Regions from separate parts of the Macaca mulatta genome. Here region 2 is linked to region 1. Evidence: chromatin contacts called from public Hi-C data. All regions are on one chromosome and are shown on one strand. Each heading gives the region's core, a stretch centred on a gene start, on an enhancer-like site or on the middle of the called end of the contact. The rest is flanking DNA. Distances are from core to core; before and after follow the strand shown.

The links. Hi-C and Micro-C count contacts between places; a contact is called where the count stands out from the background.
Region 2: a Hi-C map of liver shows a contact between it and region 1, with 2.5 times the contacts expected there. The contact joins the promoter of MEIS2 here to the promoter of CDIN1 in region 1. A contact is called at or near these places in 2 of 14 Hi-C or Micro-C datasets (fetal cortex germinal zone and liver).

What each region holds. Positions count from the first base shown.
Region 1 is chr7:13,887,762-13,892,979 of T2T-MMU8v2.0, reverse strand. It overlaps CDIN1 (CDAN1 interacting nuclease 1), which reads right to left and starts at 2,156. Exons shown (of 12, transcript XR_013395314.1): 1 at 1,819-2,156.
Region 2 is chr7:14,428,166-14,433,383 of T2T-MMU8v2.0, reverse strand. MEIS2 (Meis homeobox 2) reads left to right here and starts at 2,367. Exons shown (of 13, transcript XM_077938694.1): 1 at 2,367-2,840. LOC106999136 (a long non-coding RNA gene) reads right to left here and starts at 1,546. Exons shown (of 3, transcript XR_001445833.3): 1 at 976-1,546.

The DNA.
Region 1 (5,218 bases), core at 907-3,406:
GAGCATAAGAGAATACGCCAGACAGCATGGTGTCCCACAGGAAGAGAACCTTTCATAAGTGTTGATAAAGGCCGGGCGCGGTGGCTCAAGCCTGTAATCCCAGCACTTTGGGAGGCCGAGACGGGCGGATCACGAGGTCAGGAGATCGAGACCATCCTGGCTAACCCGGGGAAACCCCGTCTCTACTAAAAAATACAAAAAACTAGCCGGGCGAGGTGGCGGGAGCCTGTAGTCCCAGCTACTCGGGAGGCTGAGGCAGGAGAATGGCGTGAACCCGGGAGGCGGAGCTTGCAGTGAGCAGAGATCTCGCCACCGCACTTCAGCCTGGGCGACAGAGCGAGACTCCCTCTCAAAAAAAAAAAAAAAAAAGTGTTGATAAAGTAACAGACACTTACTTATTATGTAGACAAGGTATTTGCTAGAGAAAAGAAAGAAAAAGAGAAAAAGACGGAGAGGAAGAGAAAGAAAAGCAAAATTGCAAGTGATTGCACACATAGTGAGAGGAGAATATCAAAATGTATGCTTTCTCTTAAAAGTGCCCAGAAAAATCTACCTATTCCCTTGGCTGACTAGTCTTTACTCATTTCACTGTTCATGTGCAGAACTGGCAAGAGTTAATGACAGAAAATTAAATTATATGTCAATTTTGTTCCTTCTTAGCAAGTCTGATAAAATACTAAAAGCTATAAAGGGATAAATATTGCCCTAAATCAAATCTGGATAATATTGGAAAGAGACTCCTTCATTTTACAGACTGGGAAAACCAAGTCCTTCAAAAAGTGAAGTCATAACAGAACTCAAATTTATGCTTCAATTTGTACTTTAATACGTATTATCCAATAACCTCTCTTTCCTCAAGAAATTACTTCTGTGGTGATGTTTGCTTGGGGGCTGAATACGTCAAGGATGGGGAAGCTCTCCATTAGGGATAACCATGCTCAGCGCCACAAAACTAAACGGTACAGGTTTGGATTTGGTTTTTCATTAGGAAAAAAAGTTTTAAAAAAAATTATCTGCTTTTTAACACAACATAAATACAGTGACCTGGTTGCCCTCAACTGGTTCCTCATGTAATGTTTGGGTCTCAGTTTCCACTTCACTAAAATTAGAAATCTATATCATTCCCAAAGTCCTTTCTTAGAAAGTTGGATAATTCTAAAATCGCTGAAAAAAGAAGTGTTTGGGGGAGGACGGAAGTATGAAATACACCTGGAATGTGTGTATATATAATATATATGGAGAAACTTCAGATCTGGTTGTTCAAATGGCCAAAGACCCAAGAGCGGAATCCCTGGGGTACCCTGCTCTCTGATTGGATTGAGAGCCCTTGAGGTCACTTAATTCCACAGTCAACAATACAAGCCACAGTCAAACAGTATGAAGCCGCTTTACCCCTATACTCCCTTGTTTGTTTCCAGTGGCCAATTGAAAAGGGTTCTCCATTTCCTCCTTTCGAATCTACAATTCATATTCCCAGCCATCATTCATTCCTAGTATCTGTCAATTAACCTCTGGTCATTTATGAAGCACCTACTATGTGCACCCATCACCTAGCACATACCACGTCTTCTATAAATGTCTGTTGACTTGAATTTAATTGCAAGGCCTTGGGAGGCTGCCATGCACTCATCGTTAAGAGTTTTGTGCGGAAGGCGAGTGAAAGAAGAAACCATTTTTCGCCAACCTTGACCTCCTAACGCCTGACACTGGTGTTCCTCCCCACTAATGTGTGACACGTGGTTCCCAAGCGCTGCCTGGGCGGCCCAGGCACTGCTGCTGCAGGCAAAGGGCTGTGAGAGGGGAGAGATGGACACTTACCTGGGAAACCTCTGCTTCAGCTTCCTCAGGCTCTGCCTGGTGGGCGGCACAGACACTAGGCACTGGGCTATCTCCTCGTACTGAGCTTTGGTCAGTATCATGTTGGGCCAGGGACCAGGAGGTGACGGGAACAAGGAAAAAACACCCTGGGGCTCGAGTAGCCTTGGTGCCGAGGGATGAGGGATAGGCAAACAGCGGCACAGGCCCGGGTCCTCGCCTGCTTGGTTTGCCCCAATCCCCCCTGAAACACACCCCTAGCTGCAAAAGCGGGGCGGAGACTCGCCCGCTCTCAAGCTCCACCGGCACCTCCGCGGCGGGGGCGGGCTGTACACCCGAGTGCTCGTGCTTGGCTTACTGAGCAGCCGCAGTGGGTGCGGCCGAAGGCAACTAGCCGCCATGTCAGTTAAGGGCAAACCAACCAGGAAGTAGCAGCCACCCTTGGAAAGGCGCCGCGCCAGAGTTTCAGCGGGCAAATAGGTATCCCAGGCATCACCCACCTGGGATCAAAGGATCAACAAGGAATGCTTTGTACTCTCGCAATTACTAGAAGCCAGGGCGGCCTGACGCACAGACGAGGAGGCAGGTCTCATGAGTGCCCCGCGATCCTTCAGCGAGAGCCCCCGAAAGCCCCTGCCCGAGCGCGCGATTTGAATACACTTCCTAACGCGCCAGTTTGAGCGCTCCTCGGAGTGGAGACCGGCCTGCCGAGAAACCACGTCTTCACTCCACCAAGTCTGTCGTGGGTCGAGCAGGAAAACTCACTAGGGTCGCTGTAAACATAGTTTAGCTTGTGTTGAGGAAGTCCTACAACTTCTGTACATCGCGTGGAAGGCAATTTTGTCCTTGAGAAGCAGACTTGAAACAAATCCGACGTCATCAAACAGCCGGCAGTAAAGAATGTCACTTTCACTCCTTGCAGTGAGCTGCTTAAGGACTAAAATCGCATCTTATTGTCTTTGTAATCCAATTCTCAGAAAATAGTAGGCGCTCAATAAATATTTGGAGTAATGAGCCAATCTTTTTTTGTTTTCCATACATATTATGAATGGATCTCGGTTGTCCTAAAGCGATTTATTGGGATATCAGTCCCTCCTGTAATCTCTTTTCTAAAATCTCTTTGGTTCTTAGAAGGTCGTGTGTTGTGTTTCTCTTCTGATTTCAACAAGTTAAGCAAATGAAAGCAAAGGTGCTTAGACTTTAGAGAACCTGTAAGTGGTTTAAAATTTTTCGCCTGGATTAATGCCTGGGTTGGAAGTTTTAGATACACCTCCTTGAATAAATTCCTGAATCCATCGAAGCCTCATTTCTTTTGTCTGTAAAACTGATTTAATTCATGGGGGTGTTTTATCTGTGTATGTTTGATTTAGAGATGGGGTCTTACTCTGTCGCCCAGGCTGGAGTGCGGTGGCTCCATCATGGCTCTCTGCACCCTCGAACTCCTGGGCTCCAGCAATCTTCCCACCTCAGCCTCCCGAGTAGTTGGGACTACAGGCACATGCCACTACACCTGGCTAATTTTAAAAATTTTCTCTGGAGATGAAGTCTCCCTCTATTGACCAGGCTGGTCTCAAAACTCCTGACCGGAAGTGGTGCTCCAGCCTCTACCTCCCACAGTGCTAGGATTACAGGCATGAGCCACTTGGCCCGAGCATGGGCTGTTTTTAAGATTAATAGGCGAATACAAATACAAGATCACATAACGTGCTGTCTAGAAGATAGTCTATGTGAAATATTAGGTTGGTGCAAAAGTAACTGCAGTTTTGGCTATAAATAAATAGACTAAGTAAGACTACTTGATAAAAATGGACAGGGTGTTTACTAGGTATTGTTTTACAGGCTCCCCATGCACAGACTCGCTTAATCCTCATAACTTCCTGCGAGGCAGGTACTATTGCTATTATCTTCCTCTTCCCTTTTGTACAGAGTGAATAAACAAAGACATAAAAAGGTTAAGGAACTTCTAGAGGTCATGAGGATAAGTAGCAGTAGTAAGATTTAAACTCCTGAAATTTGGTGCCAGCGTCAGTGCTCTTGCCAACTTTCAGTAATGCTTAATTACTACATCAAACAGTCACACTGTCTTAAGCCAAAGGTTAAGGATTTTTTTTTTTAAAGGGAATATTGTACATTTCAAAGAATCTTTTAGCCTGGGTTTTTAAAAACTTTACTACTTTTAACTTTCTGAGGTATCTCAAAGTCCGATACCAACAGTGGATCCTGAACTGAACAACCAGAGTTTTTCCTGAATATTTACATCAGAATGTTTTCTTCCCATATGCTTTGCATCTAGCTCTGATTGTGTGACATTAGTACATAACTATTTATTTATGGCAGCGTGGCCTGGAGTTGCCACCTGGCTAGTTTGTTGCTGACCCTGCCATGACTTTTACATGAAAGCTAGCTGACGATAAGCAGACACCACTTGATCCTCATTCCTTTCCCCTTCCCAACTTTACTCTTTCCTTCACAGCCATCAGATTTTTATAGAAAACATCAGTTCAAGGATGTTTGCACCAGTTATGTTTTTAATTTTTTTATTTCTTCTAAAACAAAAAGAAAAAAAAGGGACACATGTGCACAACGTACAGGTTTGTTACGTAGGTATACACGTGCCATGGTGGTTTGCTGCACCTATTGACTCATCCTCTAAGTTCCCTCCCCTCACCCCCCACCCCCCCAACAGGCCCTGGTGGGTTACACCAGTTATTTTTATAGCAGCTCTTCTCTCTGGCTCTTGTCCTGTATTCACCATCACAACCCTTCAGTAAAATGCCAGGGTTGTTTTTCTGTTTTTATTTTTAACATGTTGGCAGTTTATAATTTTGACCCAAATCCAGTAGATTGTTTAGAATTAGTGCTGGGAAAAAAACCACAGTTATGTTGCTGTTTTCACTGGCAGTGACAGTAATGTTGTTTATTAGGCACAAAATAGAAGCAAAAAAAGCAGAAATTTCTAGTTGTTGTTTAGGTTTGTTTTTTTTTTCTTGTAATGTAAAATGGCTAGAATAAGCTGATTATTCCTCTAAGGCATCTTTTCTCCCTCCCTTAGCCTCCTCCAGCTTGCTGCCATCTCTCATCATACCCCATGCCCCTCATCTACTGCTGTTACTTCTTCTAGAGCTGCCTCTCCACTCCTGAAGTTCCCCACTGTTTCTTAGTCAGCCAGCAATACCATTTCCCCACTAAATGGTGTAGAATCATGAAATGAAAACACAAAACTAAAAACCCAAAGAACTGGCTACCTGTTTCAAATCAGCCATAAAATGTGTGGCCTTTAGCAACTGATAGCCTAATTCTGAATGTCGTCAGTGGGAGAAAGAATCTAAAAATATGGAAAAGGTAGAGGAAATCAGCAAGAAAATGTGTCAAAGTGGGGACCAGTACAGCTCCCTGGAAGAAC
Region 2 (5,218 bases), core at 1,118-3,617, 540 kb before region 1:
GCTTACGATTGTTTGAAAATACAGAAATCGGCCGGGTGGGATGGCTCACGCCTGTAATTCGAGCACTTTGAGAGGCCGAGGCGGGTGGAACACGAGGTCAAGAGTTCGAGACCAGTCTGGCCAACATGGTGAAACCCCCCCCCCCCACCCGTCTCTACTAAAGACACAAAAAATTAGCCAGGCGTGGTGGCGCACGCCTGTAATCCCAGCTCCTCAAGAGGCTGAGGCAGGAGAATCGCTTGAACCCGGGAGGCGGAGGTTGTAGTGAGCCGAAATCGCGCCACTGCACTCCAGCCTGGGCGACACGGCGAGATTCCGTCTCAGAAAAAAAAAAAAGAAAAGAAAAAGAAAATAAAGAAAGAAAAAATATAGAAATCATCAATCTGTCTGAATTGTTTTTACTTACACTGCCAGGGAAGGAACGTTTTTCTAGAAATGCGACTTAAGTTTTTTTAAATGAAAGCTATAGAGATGCTAACTCACTTTACAGTATCACTGTAAAAACAGAAAAAGAAACAGAAGGTAGCAATGTTGAATGTTTAAACCCTGCAAGGCAGAAGTTCCGCGTGAAGTTGATCTTTACAAAAAAGGTTTATCAAGGACACTGAGGAGTCTCCTTTAAAAAGAAACGTTACTGGCACTTATTGAACAAGACATTTGAAACAACAATAATCCTATTGGCGACGATAAACTTAAATTCCTAAACTGAATTTAAGAATAATGAGAAGAGTAAAAACAGTACAAACTTCTCAGCCAGCGGCGCTGCACCGGGAACTTGGACCCACCAACATCAACAGCTTTGCAAAGTCGAAAACGCTCCGCCGCGAGAGCAGACTGTGGTTTTTTCCCCTCCACACCCCGCCGCCCTCTCAAACCTCCCGGTCCCGGCTAAACTGAACTCGCCTGTCGATTGAAATAAAATTCTGCAGACCAACTTTTTCTTTTCTCTTTCATCTTCTTTTCTTTTTTACTCACCTTCTCTTAAATGTCGACGAGCAACTCAGCAACAAATAAGAAGGATACTTTTAATCTTGTAGTTCTTCTAGGAAAAAAAAAAAAGAGTACGTGGAGGAAGTACCCTCCCCCCAACCTTCAGATTTCCTACCCGTCGGCTCTAGCAGGCTTGAAGCCGGGCAAAAAGAGTGGCTGAAAACCGGGGCTACACTCTCCTCCCTGAAGCTCCGTGAGTCCGGCCGTCCCTGCTCGGGCCACTGGGCAGAAACCTCGCGGCCCGCAGCCCCTCTCCCTGGCGTCGCGCTATCCGCGCCTCTGCCAGCCCCTTCGCACTATCTTTCTTTATATGTGAGGGCCGATTTCCCGCAGACATCATTGTTATGATGGCTCATTTAATCAAACTGTTTAATTGCTCTGGTAATCACTATCATCATCACAGGTGCTCAATCATTCATCATTTTTGGAGGGCTTTATTGACCTCCCGAGTTCATTCCTCAGCCCTATTAAAACGAGGCCAAATTTCTCCGACTCCGCTTGGAGTCTCTGCAGTCTGCAATCTTAGCCTAGTTTCTGTTGCTCGAAAGCTTACAGTGAAGCAGTGAAAATGGAAAGGGGGCCAAAAAAAAAAAAGAGCCCTCCCACCCGCCCTCCTCCCCGCTCTTTCTCTCTCTCTCTCTCTCTCTCTCACACACACACACACACACCACACACACACGCACACACAGTACTTTATTCTCTCTAATCAACCTCCCCCACCCCACCCTCCCTCCGCGGGAAAGTCGGATAGACGCGGCGCGCGGAAGACACTCTACTCTCCACTTCCCAGAATGGGTTCAAAGTTGGGGAGGGATGCGGCTGTGGGGGAACAACAGTCCGCTTTCCACTCTCTGGGCCAGGGACTCGGAGGGCGAGAGCGAGAAGTTGGGGAGAGGGCGCGCTTCCAGCGCCTGTCCCGGCCGGGCCGCGCCACACGGGGCCGAGGCGCGGCGGGGGCTGCTAGGCTGCGCGGCTCGCGCCGGGTGACCGTGGCTCCGCCCCCAACTCCGGGCTCGTCGTGATTGACGCGCGGCCGCCGGGAAACCAGCGGCGCAGAGGTGAAGCCTGGTGCAGCTTGGGCCAGGGAGGACCAGACACCGGCAACAACTAGTTTCCACCCAAACGGTGTGGGGTAGTTCCTTTCCTTTCCTTTTCCTTTTTGGAAAAGTTCTTTCGGAGCTGGCCCCATCTTCCTGACCCCGCGAAATCGCCCCTGTGTAATTAACACAGCCCTTAGCAGGCGTTACCGCGGCCCGCCGCTGCGCCTCGGGCGACCACAACAAAGCTGGGCTGTGAGCGCCGGCCACTCCTCCTCGCCCGGCAACTTCTTTCTCCCCCTCTTTCCCTCCTGTGCTTCCCAGCTCTGAGTAAGATCCACTTTGGAGACGCACACTCGTCGCGCGCGCGCGCGCGCGCACACACACACACACACACACACGCCCTTGGTTACATCGGACCCAAATGACTCTCTCTTCACTTCCTCCCTCCCGATTCCGCCGCAGCCCCCAAAGACTCTCGGGGTGGCCCCTTGTCCGCACCGCTGGGAAGGAGTGTGCTCTGAATTAAGCTGGTCTCTTCTGTTCCTGGAAAAAAATGAGTATTGACAAGGTTGCTGGATCTGCGCAGAAAAGAAAGTGCCACTTAATAAAAAATTTAGCCCGGCAATGGTACGGTCTGCAGAGCTTGCTGCCCTTGGACGTTAGCAGGAAGCCTTCGGGGTGCTGTAATCGGCGGGCAGAGGAGAGGGAGGCCGCGGAATTAAAAGGAACAAAAGCTAGAGCGCCATGCCAAACGTCTCCGACAAGACCCGGTTAGGCAGGAGCCGGGAGTGATGGGAAAATGAACTAGAAGTAAGTTTTTGAAAAAAAAAAAAAAAATGAAAAGATCTGAGGCGGTACCGTACTTTCCCTGTGGTTTTCTGCAGTTTTCCTCTCTGCGCTCTCCCTGTCCTCTTCTCTCTCTCTCCCCCTCTCCCTCTCTCCCTGTTCGCGCGCGCGCACAACACACACACGCGCACGCACACACACACACTCTCACACACACACACACACACTCTCCCCTTCCTCCCCCCGCCGTTCCCCATCCCCGTGGAGGAGCAGGCTCGCTGATTTGCTCGGGTCCGCCCGGCTCGAGCCTCCCCTCCCCCTCCCGCCCCCCGCCTCCCCCGCCCCCCCAGCCGGGGCTGTCCGATCGCACTCGTTGCATATCAGAGGCTCCGCGCGGCGCGCTCCTCCTCGCTCCCGCTCCCCACTCCCGGGATGTGTCTCCGCCGTACGACGGGCTATGGCCACCACGACTTCCGGGTTCCGTCATTTCGTTCTCCCGCCGCCGACCCGCGCCGCCAAACTGAGGCTCTTCAATAAGCCAGGCAGCAGCCAACCTGCCAACACCTACTGACACTCACTCATCTCCCAGAGAGAGAAAGAGAGCGAGAGAGAGCGAGCGCGAGAGAGCGAGCGCGAGTGAGAGCGAGCGAGCGAGCGAGAAAGAGAGAGAGGGAGAGACAAAATACCTACCAGGAAAGGGGGGGAGGAAGTCCAATTTTTGCAAACTATTCATTTTTTTTCTTGATTTTTCTCACTGCTTTCTTTGAACAATACTTTAAAGAGAGAGGATCGTATTATAGATACCGCGGGGGCAAAGCTAAAAAAGGGGGGAGGGGGGAGGAAAAAATTCAAGAAGCAGAAACCCCTCGCGGAGTTTTACTGGAAGAAAAAAACGGGTCTGAAAGATTCCTCCTCTTCATCATCATCAACCATCATTCATTCACTACCTTGACATTCCGGGCTTTGATTGACAGCTGGAGTGGCAAAAAGCCATGAAACACGACAGTTCGGTTACATGTGGGCTGCTGACGGGCCGCTCGTAACCTTCAGTTCGGGGGCTTGACAATTTTTTTCTTCTTTTTCTTCTTTTTCTTTTCTTTCTTTCTTTTTTTTTTTTCCAACTGAGGGGAAGAGAAGAGAAAGAGTGGGAAAGGAGGACCGAAGAGGAGGAGGAGGGGTGGGGGGAGGAGGAGGTGGAGGAGGAGGAGGAAGATCAGGAGGAGGAGGAAGAAGAGGAAAAAAGAGAAAAAGAAGAAATATCACAGAAAAAAAAAAAAACTCTTCGTTGTCTTGCCTGGGCTTTTTTTCCCCCCTAAAAAATAACATATTGGAGAATTGGGAGAAGTCTCTTTGGTTTGGAAAAAAAAAAAGGAATCTTCAGCCTAGATCACTTTATTATCCGGACTGGGATATTAAATATACGACACATCCAGGAGTTTATTGGAGCGCAGACTGATGGCGCAAAGGGTAGGTTTAAATCTCCAACACTTACCTAGATATAAATCCTCTCCTAAGAGGGGCCTGTCCCGATGCCTCCTCTCCCTTCAACGCTTCTGCTGCTGCTCGCTGCTTGATTATGGCGGCCAGTATTTTAAAAAATAGCAAAATTATTCATCGGCTTCTTTCCCCCCCGTGCCTCTGCGTGTGTGCGAGTGTGTGTGCGTGCGTGTGTGCGTGTCTGGGCGCGCGTGTTCCAGCGCTGTGCGAGCGGGCGGGCGGCGAGTGCGTGTGAGTGGTGTGTGTGTGTGCGTGTGCAATCGTTACACGCTTTCGCCTCGCTCCAGCTTTTACCCCAGCAGCGCGATTCCCCCGGTTCTCCTGCTGCCGCTGCTGCGCCGCTGCCGCCGCTGCTCGCGCGGCTCGGGGCGGGCACGGGCTGCGTAGGAGCCGCCGCCGGGGCCGCCGCTGGGGCCGCGCTGCCGCAGCCGCTGCGCCGCCGCCTAGACTACTAGCCTGGGCTGCTTGTTTTGTCTCTGAAATTGACAAGGACGCAGGGAATCCGCTGCTAAATAATGTTTCTGGTAACTTTCACGTTATTCCCCCTCCCACCCTCCGCTCCCTGCCCCCGGGGAGGCACTGGCCCTAGTCTTTCCTCGTCCTCGGCGTTCTCGTGCTGATTATTAGCGTTTTTCTTCTCTTTATTTTGTTTCATTTCGCCTTTTGATTTATTGGATCCTCGGAGGAGGCGAAGGGGGGTTAGGGGTGGGATCCGGGGTTTCCTCCTCACACTAACTCCATTTCTCCCTCCGTTGGCTCGCTACGGTTCTGTTGCCTCCGGCGGGAGCGGGGCCTCCCGGCGCCCCCTCAAATCCCCGGCCTCGCCGCCTCCTCTTCCTTCTCTAAACGTTGCTCTTGGTTCATGCTTTTTCATTTTTAAATTTAATAACATTTTTTCCTCCCAA